Regions from separate parts of the Zea mays genome. Here region 1 is linked to region 2. Evidence: chromatin contacts called from public Hi-C data. All regions are on one chromosome and are shown on one strand. Each heading gives the region's core, a stretch centred on a gene start, on an enhancer-like site or on the middle of the called end of the contact. The rest is flanking DNA. Distances are from core to core; before and after follow the strand shown.

Region 1 (3,239 bases), core at 629-3,128, 200 kb after region 2:
GACGAGCGCCACCTAGGGGGCGCCGTAGAGGACGTCGTTGCGGGTTGAAGAGTTGTTCTGTATCCCCTACGCGAGCTACAGGATTAGGGGAGGGGAGGCCAAGAGTGAACAGTTGCAACCAGTCTTACCCCCTGCAGGGCCCCCTACCGGCCGGTCCCCTTCTCTCTCCCTCTAGATTTAGCGTTTCACTATTCACAGTATTCAGACTGTTTATTTATGTAGTAGTGGGTTAACGAGAAATTGTTAGTAGATGAAAAATTGATAGTAGTTGAAAAGTATATATAAGAAATGATATTTTATGATTGTAGTGGGGTATAAGGGGAACCGCTGTAAGAGATGAAAACGTAGTGAGTAAAATGTTGATGATGTGACAAAAAAATGATATAAAGAAAAAATTTAGAGGAACCACTGCGGATAGCCTAAGGCGACAATGAGAACAATGAGTGATCAAACGCTCTCACCACACTTGCCAATTTCAGCCCGAGACGCCGGTGCTGCCGCCTCAGCTGTCCCCCGCAGGAGGGAAAACTGGCAATTCTGGTGGCGTTGGTGGGAGGGACAGTTCAGGATAAGGAAATCTGAGAAGGAACTCATGCTTTTGAGCACGAGTTTGTCCTTAGTTATAGCGGATCTAGGGCGTGTTTGGTGTGGCGCCTAAGCCGCCACACCGCGCCACACTTTTGAGCCACAAGTGTGGCGGCCAAATTGGGCGCCACACTTGTGGCTGAAAAGTGTGGCGCGGTGTGGCGGCTTAGGCGCCACACCAAACACGCCCCTAGCTCCGCCAATGTCGCCCATCTCAGACGTTGTGGACGCGCCCACACAAAGCACAGTCGTATAAAATTCCCCAAATTACTTTCAGATTTTAGAATGCAGTTACCAATTAGTAAAAAAAACAGTCTCGCAAGTCGCAAGATCATCAGCAACTGTGTTTTTCAGCGGAAGGAAGATCGTAGTACACTAGTACTGTAGGTTTTTATTCCTCAGTAAAACATGGCACACTTCCACTCCATACAAGTGCATATACGCTGTCACAAAAAAGAAAAACGCGAACACATAAACTAGTAAAACTACGCACACGCGCAGAGCCATCTCCGTCATTGAGTCATCCCAATTCCCACCTCACTGTTCAGAGCTCCACCTTCTTGGTCTGATGACCATCTCCGGCGCCAGTTCCGATGCTCTCCTTCGCCTCGGCGCCACCGTCTCCTCCGGCGATCCCGACGACGCGCGGGCCCTTGATCTGCTCGGGCGCCAGCTTCCTGAATCGCACGGTGAGGACGCCGCTGTCGAGGCTGGCGGCGACGGAGTCGAGGTCGGCGTTCTCGGGGAGGCGGAACCGGCGCCAGAACCTGCCGTAGGAGCGCTCCTCGCGGTGCCAGTGGTCGCCCTTGCGCTCCTCCGCGCGCCGCCGCTCGCCGCTGACGCGCAGCACCCTGTTGTCCTCGACCTCGATCCTGAGGTCCTCCCTGCGCATCCCGGGCACGTCGACCACGATCTCGTGCGCGTCGGGGGTCTCGCGCCAGTCCACGCGCGCCATGGAGACCATGGCCACGTCGTCCCGGTCGAAGCCGAACGGGACGTGCTCCAGGATCCGGAACGGGTCGGCCGCCAGGAGGCCCACGTCGGACACCGCTGCCTCGTCGAGCCCGCGCCGGCCGCCGCCGAACCACGGGAGCAGCGCGCCGTCCGCCAGCGCCGCCGCTGTCACGGCGACGAGGCACGCGAGCAACAACGCTGCGGCTCTCCTCGACATCGTCACGGACCCCAAAGGCTTCAGTGCGTACGTGCGCACCTGGAACTTCGATCGAACAGGAACTCGACGATCAGTGAGCAAGAAACTCCACCCGATCAAAGCTGCTGCTTCCTTTTTCTGCGCTCTTCCTACCCAGTGTGTCTTCGCGATGGTGATGGCGCAGAGGCGACTACATTTATAGGTGTTGGTGAGGGAGTTGGAGAATGGAGCGCGCTGGCGGCGAGCCAGAAGGTTCGATGAGCTCGAGAGGATTCCAGGCTTTTGCCGAGGCTTGCCGCACGGCTTAACGACCTGATGGCGGGAGAGATCTCCCGAAGCATCTTAGTCGGTGTGTTTTTTTGGGCTGGGCCGAGTCACCGTTTCTTGTGGGCTCAGCGCTCATAGATCATACCTCACTTTCCCATGGGCCTCGTGCGCTACGACAGGGAAAAAGGCTATCAAATACGCACAACGTTCTGCTTCAGACTGCGACACGTACCGCAAATCTGAACAAAACCGTAAAACTGCTTCTCTGTAGATAGCTATAGCTAATTTCTCCGGTCTCCGCTGTTATCTCCGCTCCACATTTCTCGGTCTTTCTCCATTCTCGCCCGCACACCATGACAGTTGATCAGGGCCGGCCCTGAGCGGGCAGGGTGGACGGCCACTGGGTGCCCGAAACTATGGAGCCCTATATGGTATAGATTTTTAAGTAAAACAGTTGATCAGGGCCGGTCCTGAGCGGGCAGGATGGACGGCCACCTGGGTGCCTAAAACTATGGAGCCCTATATGGTATAGATTTTTAGTAAGACAGTTGATCAGGGCCGGTCCTGAGTAGAGATGTCCAAATGGGCCGTGCCCGTCGGGCGGCCCGTGGCACGACACGGTTTTGGCCCGTCACGAACACGGCACGGCCCGGTGGTTGACGGGTCCGGGCCGGCACGGCCCGTTAGTCGGGCCGGGCTTGGGCCGCTGCCGTGGCACGCCGTGCCGGCCCGAGCACAGCCCGGTTTTTTATTTTATTTTCCAGTGCATTTATTTGTATATTAGATGCAACTTTAATAGTTTAAACACAAAATAAGTTTGGTTTAATTGACTAGAGTGGTGTAGCTAAACATTTTAAACCCTCCAACCAAGGTTCAAATCCTAGAAAAGCTTATTTTTAATCTTTTTTTACTTATTTTTCTTCCCACCCGGTCAAAGCACGACGGGCCTTAGCGGGCTGCGGGCTGCGGGCCGGCCCGGCACGGCACGGCTATATGCGGGCCGTGCTTGGGCCTGGGATGTGGCACGGTGGCCCAACCCGGCACGGCCCGTCAACCTAATGGGCCGAAACGTGCCGGGCCGAAGGTGGGCCCGTGCCGGGCCGGCACGGTCCACCCGTTTGGACATCTCTAGCCCTGAGCGGGTAGGGTGGACGGCCACCTGGGTGCCCAAAACTATGGAGCCCTATATGGTATATATTTTTAGTAATTGATTTTAATTTAGTCATTCGGTAGTTTA
Region 2 (3,432 bases), core at 636-3,135:
CTTTTTTTTCCATGCTGGTGTGATAGGGGTGCTGCGACACGGCACAGGCTAAGGAGGTGTTTGCTTCTCACCTTTTAAATTTTAGTTATTTTTAGTCTTTAAAATACCAAACAAGTTGACTAAAATAAATCTTTAAATATGATTTCTAGGAACAAGGATGACCGAAGGAAGGAAAATCCGCAAACGCCACCGCTTCCCCTGTCCGTCCGCCGTTCCGTTCGCCCCCGCACATGACTCAGAAATCCATGGCCGTTTTGATTCGCTGGTGGGCCGGGCCTGTTCGCCATGGCCATTTGCAGGTGCCAGCTGGCACCGACCCGACCGGATCTGCCGCTCGGTTCCCTTCTCAGTTCTGACCTCCGCAAGCTGCCACCGCCAGGCGCCACCAGCTCGTCACGCGCTTGTGCCTATGCCTGGGCGGCGTGGCCCGCCCGCTGCGTCTTCCTTCCGTAGCAGTGCAGTGCAGTGCAGCACAGCCAAGACAAGAAAGGACCAACCCAGCCCATGCATTCTAGTTGGGCCGAGCAAGACCAGGCACTGGCGGATGACTACATTAGTATATACGTACGTAGATCATTGGCTGGATGCCGGCCGGCAGCACGATCTGATGCAAATGTCACTCGCTGCTAGTGCTGTCATTGCCGCTATCCCTAGATTCTTACTAGTGTCATCAGTAGTGACTCCTGAGTCCTGAGCGGCCATCGCTCGGATCATGGCCCAAAGAAAGCAACAGCCGCGTGACGCGTCGACGGCGGCACCCCACGGCCACCGCCACCGCCGCCCGCCTGCCTTCGGTGGGGTTCTGTCTCTCTGTTTGCCGGTTTCTACTCCCTTGGCATCGACCCGCCTGGATACGGACGCGTATGCGTATACGGCCGGCCAGCCGCCAGCGTACCAAAGACAACACGGCAGCCCACCTCTCGCCGCAGAGCTTAATTTGCTAAGCTAATGGGGATCAGTGCACTGACTCCCATTACCATATGTACGTGTGTGTGCATGCTGATACGACGCATGCTGATACGACGACTGCATTTACGCACGCGCACATAGAAAACACGATGCTACCACTCCATATATTCTTTTTTTTTGTTGTTGTTCCTATCAAGTGACCTACCGGCCGTAGTTATATGAAACAACTAAATTAAAGGGGTTTCCATTTCCCGAGTAGGTCTGTACATATATGAAACAAAATGGAGCACTGGGATGTGGTTGTACACTTGTAGAGATTAAAGAAAACCGGAAAGAGAAAAATGGATCACTGGGAGATGTGGCTGTAGTACCACCTGTGTACAAATCAAAGAAAACCAGAAAGAGAAGAAAAGCTGACTGGCACCGTACACGAACACATGGGGATTCCCTTTTTTTCCATTTAATTTGTGCAGGCCTTTTTTTTCTTTCTTTCTCCCACCTTCTTTCTCCTTTCCCTTCTCTCGTCACCAACCCTGACAAACGTGTTTGAACTGCCCTGTTAGGGCGCCATGCTAGCGTAGCAGTAGATGCACCGTGCGTTTCAGAGGTGCAGTATGTATGCACTGCAAGTCTCAAGACGCGTCAACGATTCGTCCTGGCACCTCGGTTTCGTGTCACCGGCAGTATGTATGAACCCTCTGACCCTCTCCATTTGTTCCAGGAATGATGCTGGTCCTAGTCATTATCAATAAAACTAACTAAAAAAAAGTAAAAAGTGTGTCTGCTGCGCTGCATCAGCATTTTCCAGCCAGCTTGTTTCGTCCTAACGAATTGAGTGCATTGTCCGTCTCTCTTCAGTTTTTTTGTGGGTGTGGTTTCCCGCGTTTTCATTTCATTGATTTATTAATCCATATATTAGTTTTATATATAGTTTAAGAATACGTGTGCACTCTAGTGTCGGCGTGGGTGTCCCCTCCCTCCCCCTTTATATACAGTCACGGCACAGGATCGGAGCACGGGAACGCAACGCAACAGAGGGAGAAGGAAAGGAAACAGCAGAGCAGAGGCCACGAGCCCCCCCCCCCCCCCCCCCCCCCCCCCCCCCGCGCGAGAGAGAGAGAGAGAGAGGAGGCGCCGCGGAGCGAGCAGCGAGAACGAGCAAAGGCGCGAAGAATGGGGGAAGCTCCGCCTCCGTGCGCCATCGTGGGGCCACGCCGCGCCGCCGCGCACTCCTTCCGCCTGCCTCGCCACGGCCGCCGCAAGGTGCACGTGGTCCGGCTCGGCGGCCCTGGCGCGCGCGGCCGCGGCCGCGGGCTCCGGCTCCGGCAGTGGCTGCGGCGCGCGGCGTGGCGCCTCGCCGAGCTCTGCGTGGCGGCGCTGTCTGGCCACCACGGTCACCCGCACCCGGGGGCGCCGCCCAGCGCGGCGCACCCGCCGTGGACCGGCGTCGAGCCCTGCTTCGCCGCGCCCTTCGTCCCCGTCGCGCGGATGAAGCGCGCGGCAGCGCAGGCCTAGCTAGCTTGCCGCGATCGACGACAGGCAGAGTTGGTTACCGCTGCTACGCCGCCTACGCGTGACGCCGTGACGCCTGAAGTGAAGAGACTTGCTTCGCTCGTGTCGATCTCGGCATGTAGCAGCGAATCATGTAGGACAGGGGGCGCTCTCGCTGTGGTGCCCAGTGCGCAATGGCATATTGCACACTCCAGTGACCGTACTTAAATCTTATTGTACTTGTGTCTGCTGCTACTGATAACTAATGAAACATTGCTATCAAATATGACCGTCTAAAAAACGAGCTGCCGGTGTCGTCGTCCCAACCATGAGATCTCCAGATGACCACGTACGTGAAGAGTCCAGTTGAATGCTGGAAACAAGATGAAACGCGAGGCACAGGCCCGAGCTTTCCCACCACCACACCAGTTTGGTTGGCCGCCATATAATAACGCCTGATTTCTGCCTTCGGATCCCGTCCGTGGCCATGCATGGCGTCCGCACGCACGGTAGACGAGCTCGGACGATAATGCGGAGACGTACCGGTACCGGCGACCCGAGACGGTTGGGAGCCGATGGATGGGGTGTCGAGACCCACCCGCCCGCATGCACGCCGCCGTCTTCAATGACCGCCGGCGGATAAGGATTAAAGCGCAGGCGTCCTGGCGTTGCCGGCCTCACGGGCTCACCCTCAGCACACACCACACCGCCATGTGCGCGCGCTGCCACGCCCCCCGCCACCGAGCATTTAATCAACGGAGGCGCCCAACCTACCGTGCGTGCGCAAGTGTGCAACAAACAGAGCAACATGGCTAGTTGGCTAGCTTCTTCTCAAAACCGGTGAGATCCCCTGTCGTGGCCCCTCCTCCAACCGAGATTTGGCGGACCGATGCCTGATTGGGAGGACAAATCACATTAGAGGAGCTGCAATGGTGATTAGCTAAAAAATTAATAGTTGCTATATGTTGGTGTTTGGACACCGGTTGTCCTAACTAACAAGTGAATTTTGTGTTACGTGCCTCCCTGGTCCAC

What was found. A called contact is a pair of places that touch in the nucleus more often than the background predicts.
Region 1: a Hi-C map of leaf shows a contact between it and region 2, with 3 times the contacts expected there. The contact joins the promoter of LOC100284772 here to the promoter of LOC103646394 in region 2. A contact is called at or near these places in 10 of 25 Hi-C or Micro-C datasets (bundle sheath, ear, endosperm and 4 more) and 1 of 3 datasets of contacts at active chromatin or transcription factors (leaf).

The regions. Positions count from the first base shown.
Region 1 is chr2:47,777,267-47,780,505 of Zm-B73-REFERENCE-NAM-5.0, forward strand. LOC100284772 (22.0 kDa class IV heat shock protein) reads right to left here and starts at 1,879. Exons shown (of 1, transcript NM_001157667.2): 1 at 955-1,879. The coding sequence starts at 1,756. The coding sequence ends at 1,130.
Region 2 is chr2:47,581,416-47,584,847 of Zm-B73-REFERENCE-NAM-5.0, forward strand. LOC103646394 reads left to right here and starts at 1,886. Exons shown (of 1, transcript XM_020549284.3): 1 at 1,886-2,701. The coding sequence starts at 2,083. The coding sequence ends at 2,424.